Regions from separate parts of the Mus musculus genome. Here all the other regions are linked to region 1. Evidence: chromatin contacts called from public HiChIP or PLAC-seq and promoter capture Hi-C data. All regions are on one chromosome and are shown on one strand. Each heading gives the region's core, a stretch centred on a gene start, on an enhancer-like site or on the middle of the called end of the contact. The rest is flanking DNA. Distances are from core to core; before and after follow the strand shown.

Evidence for each region. Promoter capture Hi-C pulls out the DNA fragments that hold promoters and counts their contacts. HiChIP or PLAC-seq counts read pairs in DNA pulled down with a chosen protein or histone mark.
Region 2: an H3K27ac HiChIP or PLAC-seq map of microglia shows a contact between it and region 1, with 8 times the contacts expected there. The contact joins the promoter of 9330175E14Rik here to the promoter of Ccl17 in region 1. A contact is called at or near these places in 2 of 39 promoter capture datasets (embryonic stem cells and hippocampal neurons) and 1 of 115 datasets of contacts at active chromatin or transcription factors (microglia).
Region 3: a promoter capture Hi-C map of stem cell-derived epiblast-like cells shows a contact between it and region 1, with 3 times the contacts expected there. The contact joins the promoter of Cngb1 here to the promoter of Ccl17 in region 1. A contact is called at or near these places in 6 of 39 promoter capture datasets (embryonic stem cells, liver, pre-B cells and 1 more).
Region 4: an HNF4G HiChIP or PLAC-seq map of pancreatic cancer cells shows a contact between it and region 1. The contact joins the enhancer-like site here to the promoter of Ccl17 in region 1. A contact is called at or near these places in 2 of 39 promoter capture datasets (embryonic stem cells and hippocampal neurons), 2 of 484 Hi-C or Micro-C datasets (cerebellum and cerebral cortex), 5 of 115 datasets of contacts at active chromatin or transcription factors (T-cell acute lymphoblastic leukemia, bone marrow-derived dendritic cells, large pre-B cells and 2 more) and 2 of 9 other capture datasets (embryonic stem cells and macrophages).

Annotation. Positions count from the first base shown.
Region 1 is chr8:94,808,937-94,812,841 of GRCm38.p6, reverse strand. Ccl17 (chemokine (C-C motif) ligand 17) reads right to left here and starts at 2,389. Exons shown (of 3, transcript NM_011332.3): 1 at 2,271-2,389; 2 at 1,539-1,656; 3 at 806-1,082. The coding sequence starts at 2,370. The coding sequence ends at 989.
Region 2 is chr8:94,433,566-94,437,796 of GRCm38.p6, reverse strand. It overlaps 9330175E14Rik (RIKEN cDNA 9330175E14 gene), which reads left to right and starts at 2,694. Exons shown (of 3, transcript NR_015514.2): 1 at 2,694-2,961; 2 at 3,321-3,570; 3 at 3,651-4,231. It also overlaps a transcript of Nlrc5 not described here.
Region 3 is chr8:95,304,283-95,308,136 of GRCm38.p6, reverse strand. It overlaps Cngb1 (cyclic nucleotide gated channel beta 1), which reads left to right and starts at 1,552. Exons shown (of 33, transcript NM_001195413.1): 1 at 1,552-1,605. It also overlaps the pseudogene Gm5359.
Region 4 is chr8:94,353,053-94,356,792 of GRCm38.p6, reverse strand. It overlaps Slc12a3 (solute carrier family 12, member 3), which reads right to left. Exons shown (of 25, transcript NM_001205311.1): 21 at 3,672-3,740; 22 at 395-481. Among named protein-coding and RNA genes, the nearest start is that of Gm15889, 23 kb to the left of the region's middle. Within about 2 kb of position 2,027, at least 108 of the 459 cell types and tissues checked have an H3K27ac peak or open chromatin away from gene starts, as enhancers often do. A contact at or near this core is called in T-cell acute lymphoblastic leukemia, microglia and pancreatic cancer cells, where this site is marked.

The DNA.
Region 1 (3,905 bases), core at 1,140-3,639:
AGCATGGTTGACCTGGAATACGAGACCTTAGCAGTCCAGCCCCAGCTCTGAGCTAGGCTTGGACACAGGGCTTTCTAGACCCCTGTACCATTCCTTCAGCGGCTCACGGAAGTCCCAGAGTGCTCATAGAGTCCTCTGTAGAATGGCAGAGCCAGGTCTGCAAGCACACATAGGCATAGTTTAGTGAACCACCAGCATCAGAGCCCAGTGGAAAGGTAGCCAGCCCCCAAGAGCCTGGGAAGAAACCCCAGGGCCTGTGCGGTCGGCATCAACAGTGCCCCATGTGCAGAGGGGACAGAGGAGGAATCGTGAGCCTGGAGCTGGGGGCAGAACAGATTGCAGTGGGGGGGGGGGGGGGGGACTCAGAAATGAAGGAGGAGAGACAGGGCCTCCAGGAAGGCAGACACACTCAGAAGGGTCTGGACATGTGGCAGAGTCCAGCGCAGGTTGGATGACTTCAGCTTCATGTGGGACAATAATAGGGGCTGGTCTTGGGGTGATTGGGACACTTGGGGTACAGAGAAGACAGGCCCTCCTTGGGATTCCTTTGGACACTTTCCATGGGGTACAGAGGGAGGGGGACACTTGTGAGGGACCTGCTAGGCTCCTTCACCACTTCTGCTCTGCCCTGCCCTTGACCACGTCTCTCCAGTTCCACCTCTCATTTGTATGGGGCCATGTGTCCCTCTCAGCCTCAGTTAACCTGGGCAGAGCAGGCGCAGCTGTCCTGTGAGGACTCTCCCTGTGTGATCAGCTAGAATGGAAGGCGTTCTGCACTGTGGGGACAGAACGTACTGACCCAGTCTGAGGGAGGAAGGCTTTATTCCGTTGCTTTTTTTTGTGTTCGCCTGTAGTGCATAAGAGTCCATAAAAAAGGGAACAGGGACTTCTGCTCTGTGGCTGCTCTTGGGCTCTGCTGGTCACAGGCCGTTTTATGTTGAAACCATGGACAGCAGCCCTGGCGTCTCCAAATGCCTCAGCGGGAAGGTCATGGCCTTGGGTTTTTCACCAATCTGATGGCCTTCTTCACATGTTTGTCTTTGGGGTCTGCACAGATGAGCTTGCCCTGGACAGTCAGAAACCTATGTAGGAGAAAGCAGTGAGTAAGAGCCCAGGAAGGCCTTCAGGGTTTGGCCACCAGCCACATCTGCATTGACCTGAACACTGAGCAGTAGGACTTCATGCCTAGCCTCCTCTCTCCTCAGAGCACCTTGAGCCTGAGAGAAAGAGCCTCAGGCTGTGTGTTAGTCTCTACTCAGCTCAGACCCAGAGTGAGAGGTGACAGTATTACTGCCTACTGGCTCTGTTACCTGGGATGTCCTATCCATCTTGGAAACTCAGTTTCACCATACATAAAGAGGTTGGACCCCCTCAGCTGTGTGGGGTACAAGAGTATCCCTGGGTTCCCAAAACTGCCTTTAGGGGAATCAGGCTTGTCCTCTCTTCCTTCTTTCCCAGTGGCCTTCCTGGGCACTCCAAGGCCCACCCACTTCCCACTCTGGGTTCTAGGCAGAGGAGTGGGACAGAGGGATACTCACACGATGGCATCCCTGGAACACTCCACTGAGGTCTTATACCAGCTCACCAACTTCCTGATAGGAATGGCCCCTTTGAAGTAATCCAGGCAGCACTCTCGGCCTACATTGGTGGCTCGAGCTGGAAGAGCAATAGGAAGCAGGTGTCCTGAGAGTCAGGCCATGTGCCTGAGGACCCATGGAATGTTCCGATGTATGCCTGTGTGAGCCTGTGGGTGGGGACTGCATGTACTTTGTATTCTGTTTGTTCTTGGTGTGTGTGTGTGCTCTCCTGTGTCTGCAAGTTTGCATATTCATCTGTGTGTGTCTGCATATGCAGCTGTCTGAATCTAGGAACCTCATTTCAACTTCCCGTTCTAAACTAAATATAAAAATCTTTTCATACATTCTTGGAACCAATGCTCCGTTGTTATGTTGTTCCCTGATGATACATGAAGCCCATTAATGAAACAAATGGTAGCGATTCTGAGAATCGTTCGTTCTGCATCATGAGCCCACAATCAAGGCCACTATGTCCTAACATCTCAGAATAAGGTATGTGTCCAGGTCAGGCACCTGACATCATCCCAGCATCCTCAGAACCATTATCCTCCCTCCAGTGCTCCTGTGGCCACCCCCTGGTGACCCCTGTTAAGAACAGACAGGGTATAAGTCACACAGCTTGTGTCTCTGCCTTGGTCTCTGTGTGGGTGAATGGTTCCCATCTGCCCTATCCTGTCTGTGCCCGGCTCTTACCAGCTCTGGCATGCTGCAGAAAAGTCCCCAGAAGCAGAGCAGCCAGGAGCAGCATCTGAAGTGACCTCATGGTACCAAAAGCTGAGGTGAAGGTCTTCATGGGTCCTTCTGCCTGTCTTGGTGCCCAGCATTGAGGTGACCTATTTAACCTCTCTGGAGGTTATCCCACGCTTCCTGTCCCCTCCTATAATCCTTCCAGACTAGAGAAATTCAAAGAATTTGAGATAACTTAGTAGAAGCCCAGCTTGGGAATGTTTGTGGCTTTCCAGAGAATGGTCACTCGACTCGGGACAGGGGAGGGGGTCTGTGTCTGGGGTAAGGGCAATGACTTACTTCTCTTTTCAAAGGGAACATTTCTTGGTTCCTCTATTAGCAGGATCCAAGGCCTCAGCCTCAACTCATCTCATCCCTTGTCCTAGTACTGGTGAACTTCCTTTGTGCCTGGTACCCTGTGGAGGCAGGGTAGGGGACCAAACAGAGATCATAGGGACTATGCCAGTCAGGGCTCTGGGGTCCAGAAGGTCCACAGGAGGGTGAGCAGGTTACAGGGATGTTCAGTAGAAGAGGCCTAGTCCCACCCTATTTTGGGGAACCCAGAGGTTCAGCTGAAGCTGAGCCTGTCTTCCTGTCCTTCCCCAGGCTGGCCCTTACCCCAGGAGGCTAAGCTGAGAGGGGCTTTAATCACGGTGTATCTGCATGTGTGCTTTAGTGGGTTGGAAAGCTCAGCTCCCAGAAATAGAGCACCACCTCGTTTCTGTTATGAGCAGAATGAATGGTGTGTGTGTGTGTGGGGGGGGCGATGCTCACCTCTATAGGAGCTGCATGCCAGAGGCTGCCCTAGAAGCCCATAGAGCATCCCCAGGCCTTAAGCAGACTGTTAAGAAATCTGTGTGAATTTTCAGCATACCCAGACTGTTAACAACAGTGCCCAGAAAAGAGTTTCAGGACAAGTCACTATTAAGCAAAGCCAGGGTTTACTGAGAAAAAGAACCGGCATCCCAGCTACTGGGGAGGCTGATGTAGGAAGGTTCCAAGTTTGAGGCCAGCCTGAGCTACCGGGGTTCACAGGTGCTGGTGAGACGCTATCACAATAAAGGGAAATGTCACTGCTTTGCAGTGTGACCCAGAGTGTCTCACAGATAAGGCATGTGCCGCCGTGTGTTTTACTCTTTAAAATTTTAATTTATTAACATTTATTTATTACATTTGTGTGCATAGGTGTTTTGCACTCATGTGCTAGCAGACACTCTACAACCTGAGCCACACCCCAGCTCCTCCTGCCATTTTGTTAGAACTTTTGGCTCTCAGTCAGCAAGAAACACAGACCCAGGCTGAGGGGGCCCCTTACCCTTCTCATATCTCCATTTTCCTTCAATCCTGCCCTACGGCCACAGCATCACTAAATTTGCTCATTCTCCCAGACTAAGAGGTCTTCCCAGGCCAAAGCCGTCCATTCTCTAAATACCTGTCCCGAGGTGTGCAGTACTGTGGCAGGCAGGTGCTAAGGCTTTGAATCTGACACTTGAGTTCTGGGCCTGGCTTCTCCTTGCCCCTAAGTGACCAGAGGCAGTTTCACCCTCCCTCACCCCCTCTCATGCTGTCAGGTCTGGCTCCATATTCATCATTGAACTGCCA
Region 2 (4,231 bases), core at 1,445-3,944, 380 kb after region 1:
ACCTGTCCACACTCTATGCAGTACACTCTCATCATGAGAGAGAGAATACACATGTGTGTGCATGTATATGGTCATGGAAGCACATATGTACGTCTGTATATTTGTATGTGTATGATCTAAAGTCTATTTAGCTGAGGCTGATTGTGTAGGGGAAAACACTGGATACTCTTGTCTGTAAAGTCTGAGAGAGACACTGGAATAAGATACAGAAACCCAATCACACTGCTTGTTCTTGCTTGTCTTCACAGATAGCATCTGAGTGACTGGATTTTTTACTCTATAGATGTATTTGTTACTTAATTAAGTAATTGATTAAAAAAAATGCTGGAGACAGGGTCTCAGTACCTAGGTTCTGAGACCAACTATGTTCCAACTCTCATCGCCTCAACCACCTATATATACTGGGTATATGGCACCACACCTGAGCTTTGGTTTTATTTTAGCATCATACATATTATTTAGTTTAACAAGTGACTTTTTAAAAAACATATCTGAGTTCATTAAAATATGGTAACAAACACATGGAAAAACCTAGTGCTAGAGGGTCTCTGCATATCAGCTTCTTGTAATTACCCTTCAACAAGAGTCATGGGTGAGTCAGTCAGAGGGTGGCCAGTGCCTCTCTGAGTTAGAGTTAGGAGGAGCACCATATGAGGTCATCAGGAAGATCGAGCAATCTGGAGCAATGGGTGTGTCTATGCTATGATTTGAGGCAGTGACAGAGAAAGGGAAGAATCCGAAGTCACAGGTGACCAGAATCACAAAGCCTGCTACCCACATCTCCGAGATCCACAGAATGGAAGACTCAAGGCTCTCCTAAAGAAAAGAATGGGGGTCATGCTGCCTCTACCCACTTTCAGGGACCCAGAAACAGGAGTTTGTTTGTTTTGTTTTTGGGTTGTTTTTTTTTTTTTTTTTTTTTTTGGTTTTTTCGAGACAGAGTTTCTCTGTGTAGCCCTGGTTGTCCTGGAACTCACTCTGTTGATCAGGCTGGCCTCGAACTCCCAAATCCACCTGCCTCTGCCTCCCAAGTGCTAGCATTAAAGGCTATCAACTACACTCACAGAAACATATTTGGTGAAGAGAGACGATGCTTTGCATCCTGAGAACACCTACAAAGAGGTTTTTGCTTGTCTTCTGTAGTAAGGATAGAACCCAGAATCTTCTGAAGCTAGGCAGATCTCTTGCCCTCTCAGCCGTGCCTTCCCCCAACACTTAAGTGTTTGCATCTCTTTTGCCACAATTCTCTGCTGGTGGTAGAGGAGAGATGCTGGGATGATGTATCAGATGTGGTTAAAAAAACAAAAGTTCCATCAAGCGCTGGCAGAAATGGCTTTTTATTTTTTTATTCTCTGCAGTCTGCATCCTCTGAGGATGCTAGTAAAGGGGCCTTCCTCTTTCCGATTGGGACACTTTGGTTGCTGGGATTTTTGTCTTTCAGCTTGTAGTTGCAGTCTCTGCCTCCCCAAGATGGCCGCCTTCCTGAGGTATCTATGTGGATATGCTGATCGCCTCTATTAGTGGGCAGAAGTCTTACTGGGCCCACCCTACAACCTCATCTTAAGTGTCTGCAGTCACCCTGTGTCCAAATAAGGTCACGTTCAGAGGCAGTGGGGATGTCTTCTTTACCCAACACACAGCACAAAATATGGGAGAAGAGAATCTACAGAGTTTTGTTGAACTCTTTCTAGAGGGAAGAGAGAAAGAGAGAGAGAGAGAGAGAGAGAGAGAGAGAGAGAGAGAGAGAGAGAGAGAGAGAGAGCACATAGACATTGACCAGGTACTGCTATCCTCGGGCTGGTCCGGGAACAGGTCTAGGCAGACTTTCCCAACCAAGTGCTTACTAGGCCTAAGCATACTTAGCTTCTGAGATCAGGCCAACCTGTGCTTTCTGGGCAGACCGGACTAAGCAGACTAAGGCACTAAGGCGTTCCCTTAGCTTCGGCATTTGTCCCATCAGGACCCCAGGCTCCTCACACTTGTGGCCGAGGCATTGTTTCTATTTCGTCTCACTCGATTCAGGAGATAAATTTTGAACATAATGTCTGTACTATAGATGGGGAACCAACCTTCCAAGATCTGAAATCGTAACTCATGGTCATGATGCACAGTATTGAGAGCACCCAGAGGTCCTATTCCAAGACAGATGGGCGCTGGTCCTGGAGGCAGGGCAGGCAAGGCATAATTGCTGGTGCTGGTCTGTGGACAGTACACCATGAGGGGCCTTATGAACTTCCAGTCACTCCCGCCCACTCTGTTCTCTGGTGGGAGCTCAGGCCTGGTGCCTTATTTTTGTGGCGCCGGGGACTCAAACCAGGGTCTGCCCTGTCTCTGAGCTACATCCCAGAGGGAACCTGGCAGGTTTCCGGGTTTCCTTTCTTTGCAAGAAAGCGATTCAGGAAGAGAAAGCTGCAGGTATGGCTCAGCTACACCCACCTTTGGTCATTTTCTAGCCTTTTCCCCCAATCATGAAGGTCAATTTTCAAAATACCTTTTCTGTATGAAGCCCCTCCCGCCCTTTTCAGAAGAATCCTGACAATATATACCAATAGTACTGAAGACCCAGAATTCTCCAGGAACCTCCCAGAGCTCCCAGCTCAGCTTTTCTGAGTGGAAAAAAAATGGTTTAAACCCCACGTGGCATTGTGGTAGGCCAGGGACAAAAGGCTGCCCAGGCTTACCCTTGTGACTGGAAAGTTTCAATGATCATTAGAAATACAGGTGATGGACATTCAAGAAACATCGTTCTCTTTTAAAACACAATATTCTGTTTTGTTTTTGTTTTTGTTTTTAAAGATCCCTGTCTTTTTGTACATTCCTTAATATCTAGTATTTGTTCCAACACAATGTTGGTAGCCAGAAGCCACCGACCTGAGGTTGGCAACTCTTAGAGAACGCAGCTTTCCTCTATAGAACAGCAAGTTGCTACGGTTCAGCCAAATTCTATCTGTCTAATAAAAGGTGGGGTTTTGTTTGTTTGTTTGTTTGTTTTGTTGTTTTGGCTGAAAATTCAGAATTATATGTAGCAAACAGGGCGGCTTCTGGATTATTATTAAAGCAAAGGCATTGAAAAGAAAAAAAAAAAAACAAGAAGAAAGTATGGTTGGGGGTGGGGGATGACAAGTGTGGCAGGCACCAGGAGAGGGGGCGCACAGACATACAAAGTTTTTTCCCAAACTGAGCCACTCCCTCCAATTTCTGTGGTCCCCAAATTACAGTGTCCGACTGCATTTTGCTAAGCCACCAGTACCCCAACCCACCCGGGCCCCTCAGTCCGTTTGTCTATCCACCTAGCCCCTGACACCCCCTCCTCTCTCTAGGCACAGATCTCCCTCCGCGCCCCGGCTTGGGCAGGTAACTCACCAGTTCAGCTCCCTCTCCACCGCGCTCTGTGGAAACTGAAAGTGGCCACTGAGCGGGCGCTGTTCGCTAGTTCATAGACTCTACTGCCGCTGCCGAGAAATCACGTGGATTCAAAGTGCCAGCCCCAGGGCGCGCGAGTAGCGTGCCCGGAACCCGCCGCGGCTTGGAGATCGCAGCGGGACATGCCTCTCTGACTACTGAGACTGGGTAAGGTGGGCATCTGCCAGGAAGTGGGTGGGGCCAGAGCGCAGCAGGACCCGCACAACCCTTCTTTCTACACTTCCCAGAGACGATGTAGGATGAAGGCAGGAGGAGCCACTGAGCAAAACTTCGTGGAGTTGGGTCCAGGGTCCAGTGGCGACAGCGGCTCATCACCTGAGACCTGACCTGGACAAGCGCGGCCTCCAGGTGTGTCTCTGCTGGTCCCTGGGTGCAAGGGTTGCCTAGGCTACAGAAGAAAGCTTGGTGCAGGGATAAGGGATGGAAAGAGGTGGGCGGTAAGAAAAGGACTACAGGGCCAGCGTCAGCCCTGGAAAGTTCCTGTCTCTGTTCCAAGTTCTACAACCTGCCCTGCCTCTTGTCTTTGTCCCAGAACAGGAGGCCAGGCTCCTCCTGAGGATGGTTTCTGTGACATCCCACAGTGAAGCAACTTTCCCAGAATGCTCTGGGGGAGGAATGGGGAGACAGTGCATTAGCACTGTAGGGCAGGGTCATCAGCACACCCATGACCCCCAAACCTCAGGCTCAAGTCCTCCTCTTAAGTGCTGGCTACATCACCTTAGGCCAGTGGTTCTCAGCCTTCCTAATGCTGGGACCCTTTAATACTGCAGCCTCACGCTGTGCTGACCCCCAACCATAACATTATTCT
Region 3 (3,854 bases), core at 303-2,802, 500 kb before region 1:
CTACCAGGAACAAGAACTTCCCAGAGACCACCTCTTCTATTGCTTGGATCTTCTATGACAGCAGCGAACAGTACATTTCTGTCACTTGTAAATCACTTGATTTAAGGTGTTGTATTACAGTAACCCAGATGTAATAGGACAGTGAGCTTCAGTGGAAACCCTAAACAAGTAAGTTTCATTCAACCAGTTTCACTTCAGCCACGATGTAGTTGTTAGGAACAAAAGTGTGTCCTTGATCCCCAGCCCTGATGCTGGGACTCAGTAGGATCTCGGGAAGAGCATCTGAGCCTCCTCTCCAGCCCAAGATACTGTTTCTTAATAAGCTTGATTGGTGACACAAGGGAAGTGATCGTCATGGGAGCCAGATCGTCTGATCTGGGACCCCCACCCCCACCCCACCCCATATGCCGTCTGAGAAGACCTTCAAGCAGCGCCAGAGCTTTGAACAAAGAGTGGAAGATGTCCGGCTCATCCGGGAGCAGCACCCCACCAAGATCCCAGTGACTATAGAGCGACACAAGGGGGAGAAACAGCTGCCCGTCCTGGACAAGACCAAGTTCCAGATCATGTGAATATGAGCAAACTCATCATGATAATTAGACGGCGCTTGCAGCTCAATGCTAACCAAGCCTTCTTCTTCCTGGTGAATGGGCACAGCATGGTGAGTGTGTCCACACCTGTCTCTGAGAGTGAGGGAGATGGAGTGGACACCCTTTTGTACATGCTTTATGCTTCTCAGGAGACATTCGGGGCAGCACTGGCTGTGTAAGGCTACAACAATGCCTAAAGGTTGTTAAGCCCTTACCAAGGCATAAAGTGGCGTTATCAGCCGGACGGACGCTGGTCGGCTCACCACCCACAGATCAGAACGTAGGCACCCACATAGGGTATTAGGAACTGTTCATCAGCCAGAAACTGAGCTCCAGGCAAGTGCATTCAGCTCGGAAACTCATCTAAACCAGGCGATCTTGTGTTCCAACTTTACAAGTTTAAAAATAAAATACTTTGCATCCAAAAACAAAACAAAACAAAACAAAACACCTTGCTTGGCATAAGACATAGTTGTCCCAGGTCACATGGTTCTGCTTCTCTGGAAATGTAGATTAATACAGATTTTGGCTAAAGGTCTTGTCCCGGGCCAATGGTTTTTGTGATAATGCTTTAAGCTGTTAAAGACTCCGCCACAGATATCCTACTGAGTCCCAGCACCAGAGCAGGAGAGAAGGACACACTCTTGTCCCCCAGACTGAGCTGATGGGTTCCTGTCACCTTGAGGAGGCTCCCAGAAGCACACAGGTACCCTGGCTATTGGTTGTCCTGCAGCCTTTCTCTGGCTTTGTCACATTCTGTGGGAAGACAGATCCTGGCTTGGAGCAGGTTCCCTAGTAACTCAAAGGGCCCTATGTCTAGGACACTGCTGGACCCGTGGGGGTTGCTGCTTGCTTCCCTGGGTGCCAGTCATCTTTCTACCCTGCCCCCGATTCTGCACATGCTAATCCTTTGCACCCGGCCCATCTAGTGCCAATTAATCCTGGCTGGGTCTGAGAGGCCAGCTGCTGGGGCACTGAGAAGGCAATTCCTGGCTAGCCGCTGACATCTGAACAGGTAACTCAACATGAAATGGGGGCTCAGTGGGACTCCTTGGGGGATCACCACGCTCAGCTTTTAGCGGGGCTTTTAGGTGATAAATAGAGCAGGCAGGAGAGCTATGATGCGTGGTCCCCACACTCTATCCTGTGGCTTAGACTTTGCTATCTCCAGCGCAACCTGAGAAATGTGGATTTGATACCCCCAGAGGGTTTGGGGGAGGCTAGGAATCTGTTTTTTCCAGCTCTCCCAGAAGATTCTCAGAATCCTGGTGGTCTAACACTTCAGATTCCTGGGTGGCTACCTCCAGGTTCTCTTCCTTCAAAGTGGGAGGGCAGCAAGACAGGCCTCCAGATTCCGGTCAAGGAAAAACTGGGCTAAGAGGCTGCTTGCCTAGATAACCTCCAGACAGTTCAAAAATTCAAGCTAGGTTCACTGCCCACTACAGCAGAAGTCAAGAGAAGGCAGTCAGGACCCAAGGGCAGATCTCAGAGTATACTTATCTTGGCCAGAGTCCCCTTAGGCAAGTCTATTGACCTGAGAATGGATATCCCACTTACAGGGAGTAGGGGGCAGGCAAGATTGTCAGGAGAATGAGTGTTATCAAGGGGATGTGGAAGCCAGGTGTGGAGGAGGGCTTTCTTCAGGTCTGGTTCTCAGGACTGCTGGGAGCTGGCGGGGATCTGTGTGCTCTGCCATTCCCAACGTGTGACCTTGGGAGGAAGTCGCTGTGTTCTCACCCCAAGCCAGCAGAGGACTAGAAGAACCCATTGATTGTCCCTGGCCCCAGTTAATTTTCTGTAGGCTGATGTTCCTCCAAAGCTTAAGCTTTGTTTTCGTAGAGGTTGTTCTGGGAGAAGCTGAGCCAGTGCTGGGTCAGAGGTCAAGGTTAGGGGTTGGTCAAGCAGCCTGGCAATGAACTCTGGGAAGCTGGCTATGGGGCTACTATTTTTCTAAGGGTCCTTGAAGAGACAGACAGAGAGGCACAACCTTGGTAGGTCTGTGTCCTGGGTGGCCTTTCCTGGGCTTGTGTACATGTCAGCTTTGATCGTACCACCGAGCCAGGCCATCCTGCAAGAATTCAGTCTCTTGGAGCTTGGCTCCCCCACGTGCTTAATATCATGCTTAAGGTAGAAACTGGCCATCACCAACCATGACGGAAGTCCAACTGGTATTTTATTCTAAAAGCTAAAAAAAATGATGTATGGTTATTTATTTTTTAATTTATTTTTGAGAGAAGTCTCACTGTGTAGCTCTGGCTGGTCTGGACCTTGCTATGTAAAGCATGATGGCGTTACAGAAATCTACCTGCCTCTGCCTCCCAACAACTGGCATGAAAGCACATGGCTAATGTTATCTTAGATTTTTCTGTCCACAAGTCACTGGTGTTTCTTCTCTGTTGTGGGCTTCTGCAGTACATGATATTCCATAATTGGTATTCACACTCAGTACCTGTCCTTGTAGTCATGGCCAGCCTTTATGAAACATGGGCCAGTCACTGGACAGCAGATGATATCTGAACAGATGACTCCAGATGTGGTGAGGGCTCAGTCACTGGTCTAAGAATGCTGCCTATACCAGTTTCTGTTTGATTGGCTTTGTTTGTTTTGAGATAGCATTTCACCATATAGCTGTATAGCCGGCCCAGGACTTGCAGAGATCTGCCTGTCTCTGCCTCCCAAATGCTGGGATCAAAAGCATGTGCCACCATGCCGGGCTTTCTTAATGGCTGTTATGCCTGACTCTCTTACACTCTGCGTACAAGGTAGGCACTCTCGATGTCTCTTGCTTTTGTTAGTTCAGGCTGGCTGGCCTGGATTCTTCTGCCTCTGCCACTCAAGTGCTGGAGTTTAAGTGGGTGCCACCATGACAGGCTTCAGTGCTCCCACTCTGCAGGCAGGCAAACAGAGACACAGGGAGTCTGACTCACGAGAGTGCTAGAACGTGTGTGTCTCCTGTTCCAACGAATGTGCGTCTTCTTTCCAGCATTTCTGCATATTGTGTTATGGGCTGCATTACAGTCTATTTAATGCAGGCCTCACCCCTGATGAACACTGAGATCCTTTTCAATAGCTAGCCTTCGATAACATTTGAAGAAATATTTTTTATATATGCTTTATATGAACCCCCCCCCCCCCCCCACCGCAAACAGTTCCTTCAGCTTGGAAACAGATAAGCAAGGTATGCAAAAATCCATGCCATAGAATACTTACTACTCCTTAATAGAAATAAATGAATTAGTGACAGGAACCCTTAGAAAGGAATTC
Region 4 (3,740 bases), core at 778-3,277, 460 kb after region 1:
ACTGACCTGGACCCGACCCTCCCCACCCCACTCAGCCAGTAGCATCAAGTGCTGCTGCCCCTATATCAGCAAGACAGACTGGACCCCATTCTCACTGAACTTCTTATTAGCCTGGTGAGAGCAAGCAAGCAAACACAGAGGCAGGTGTTTTAGGAAGATACCCCCACCCTGAATCCTGTAACAGGGAATAGGTGGGAGAGGCCACTCTGCTAGCTGAAGGAAGTGTGTCCTTCTGAAGCCAGTTGTGTGCACAAGGCAGAAGGTGATGGGTGGAGAAACAGCTGTATGTGCAAAGGTCCTGAGGCCCACGTGAAAAGCAACACAGGAGCCAATGGAACTGGAAAAAAAAAGCAATAGCAAGCAGAGGGATCTACAGGGCCAACACACAACTCACTGCTCGGCCTGGGGCTTCTGGTTGATGTCGGGAAGGACGTGAACTTCATGGAATCCCAGTCTGAACTTGCTCAACAGAGAGATGATCCTGAAAGACAGATGCAGAAATTATTTTTGAAGTATCCACTCGTTCTGATAGTCATTAAGCACCTGCTGAGTGAGTAGCAATGATCAGAACAGAAGGGGCTGACAGAGGGGGCAAGGTGGCTAGACGCTGAGAAAATATGGGTGGAGTAGGTGAGAGAGTAGCAAGCGACATGGAAAAAATATTTGCCCAGAATCTCCCAAGTATCTGCTGGCTGACTCTGAACCAGTGTCAGCAGGCCAGGATGGAACTGGGATGTTGCTAGGCTTGGGAACCACACTTTGAGAAGTGAAGGTCAAAAGGATGAGAAGACAAAGGGAGAGACTGAAGAGAGGTGGTAAAGACAGAGACAACACCACACACGAGCTGAGGAGAAACCCAGGAGCTGCGCCCGTTAGACGGCACAGACTCAGCATCTGATGGAGAAGCCCACTGTTGGAGGGCACAGTCACGGAAGACTTCACAGAGGAAGCAGCCATCTGGCGGGCTAGTACATGCTGGAGAAAGCTGCTCTAGGCCCTCAGGGTAAGGCAATGTCCACATTGGAATCACCCAAGATGTTTGCAGAATGCACCGGTGGAACTCCAGCCCAGTGCTGAGCCAGAAATCCTAGCAAAGCATGGTCTGGGTGATACCTCCAGGATGTGATGTGCGCACCAGACCGACCCATTGGAGGAGGAAGCCAGTGAGGGTAGGGAAGAAGCAGCTAGGGTAACATGGAGCATGCTGGGAAGGGGAGCCTAAAGGCCCAGGCCTCTACAGACAGCTCCTGCTGGCTCTTGAACTTAGGGATGGGACTTAATTTTTTTTTTGAGATTTTTTTTTTATGTACATGTATGTGTGTATCTTTCTCTGTGTGTCCCATGTGTGTAAGGGTGTCTGAGGAGGCCAGAAGATGCCAGATCCCTTGAAGCTAAAGTTCTAACAGTGCTAGCTATTGGGACTCCAACTTGGATGCTGTTTAAGAGCAGCTGGTGTAATAAACTGGGGAAGCACCTCTCCGGCACCCCCACCCTAAGCCTGCTATGCCTTTGTTATTGTTGGCTAGTTGGTTGGTTTTGGATTGGTTTGTTGTTGTTTTGGTTTTTTGTTTTGTTTTGACATAGGGTTTCTTTGTGTAGCCCTGGCTGTCCTGGAGCTAGTTAACTCTGTAGACCAGGCTGGTTTGAACTCGCAGAGATCCACCTGCTTCTGCCTCCCGAGTGCTAGGACTAAAGGTGTGCAATGCCACCACTGACCTTGAGTTTCTGCGTCTTCTGTATCCCCCTCCCCAATGCTTACTGCTATGCTCTGTGCATGCAGCGCTGTGTGTTACACCCAGGGCTTCATGCACATTCGGCACACATAACCAGTGTTCCATTCCCAGAAGCAGGATTTTAAAAGCAGAGCTGTGGCACCTTCATCCAGGTATCTGCCAGGAGCCCAAGCAGTCCTTGGGTCATAGGGCCAGCAGATCATGTGATCCACAAAGTGGCAGTTGGGACAGAAGGGTTTTTATCAACACTGTGAGGACATGCTGTTACCCAACGGGGCCACCTTGAGCTAAGCAAACCTCACGAAACCCAGCTGCCACCCAGAGCTGGGACAGGAAGTACAGACTGCTGGAGAGCCTTCTGGTCTGTTTGTTTACTCTTTAAAAGTCCCATGAAAGTCAGGTGGCTAGGGTCCTCAATGCCGTCAGTGGCCTTGCCAAAGAAGGCCCTTTTGGTGGTAAAATTCTCACGGAGTGCAGCAGGCTGAGGGAGAAGGCAGGGAGAGTATGCTGGGCCTCCTTGAACCCACAGGGTGATTAGAAGAAAGAGCAGGGGTGGAATCCTGGTATAGGAAGAGTGGTACAGGCCAGGGGCCACCTCCTATCGTGATCTCCTGCTACAGCTTGCACCAGAGTCTTCTCCACGGACAAACCGCCACCATTCGTCTGAGCAGGTCTCATCATGCACGACCTTTAATCTTACTTCCCTTGGCTGAAAAGTCACTGTTGCCCCAACTCCTCCCCTACAACTCAGGCCAACTTGACACCTCTACAGCCACACCTCTGTGTACTTCTGTGTTTATTTAAGGCAAGTCACATTCTGTCTTAGTGCTGTGATTTGCATACAGTTTACCCCCAAGAAACTCAGGTTAAAATTTAATCCTCAGCGCGTGGGAGTGAGATCATGGAAACAGAATCCTGTTCTGGTGTTTATGGATAGGGACTTTGAGACCTGTTTAGGATTTGAAGCCAGGTCACTGAGGTTGCATCCTGTGGTTGAACTGAAATTTAGAGGCTTCATAAGATAAGAGGGGAGAACACACACACACAAACACACACACACACACACACACACACACACACACACACACCAGTATCTTGTCATATGATACCCTGCGTCACCATCACCGCAAGAAGGATGTCACCAGACACAACCCTTAGACTGAGCCTCCGGAACCGTGAGCAAAATGAAACCTCTTTTCTTTATGAGACAGACTGCCTCAGGTGTTTTGTTATAGTCTTTAAAAGGGGGCTTAGTAAGATATATTTCAGAAGCAAAATTTATCTCCTAATTGAAGCAGAAAACAGCACTTATGGCCAGAAAGAAGATACAATGAAAACCCATATAAATATAACAGTGTCACCAAATTCTGGCCAGATGGCATTGCCTGCCAAGCCAATGAGTCAGGCCTGCTCTGTTTGCTTAGAAGTTCAACTGAGCTCAAGAATAGGCCAGCTTGACACCAAGATCTCCTGCCAAATCATCCAGAGACCCGAGAGGGAATTAAAAGTCACTTCTCGCCATGAGATTTGGTATGTCTCCTGGCTACCTCATGTCTTCCCTGAGCCTGCATCCCTACTCTGGGGACACTGTCAGGAAGCATTCTAATCTTGCTTCACTTACCTCTGTCCTGCCATTCCATGAGTCTGTCCATGAAGAGTCTTGCGATTTCAGCACTTACCACATGTTCCTATCAGAGCAAACACCAGGACGCCTGGGTCTCCTTAAGGCGGGCCCCAGAAGCCAACCCTTCCGAAATGGAGAGAGCTCCTGCGTGAGCCCCAGGCACCATTACTGTGAGCTGGAGAGAGGCTGGCCTGGGCTTTGGGACGACCTCAGGGCCACCCACGGGCAGAGCTGGAGGGTACAGGGACAGGGAGTCCAGCAGCCTCGGGGAGGCAAGATGGCGGATCGGCACAGCCCTTGTGGTCCCCACTTACGCCTTTCTCTCTTCGTCCATCCTGTTGATCTGGCCCCCAACAAACACTCGGATCTTGCATTTGCCCCAT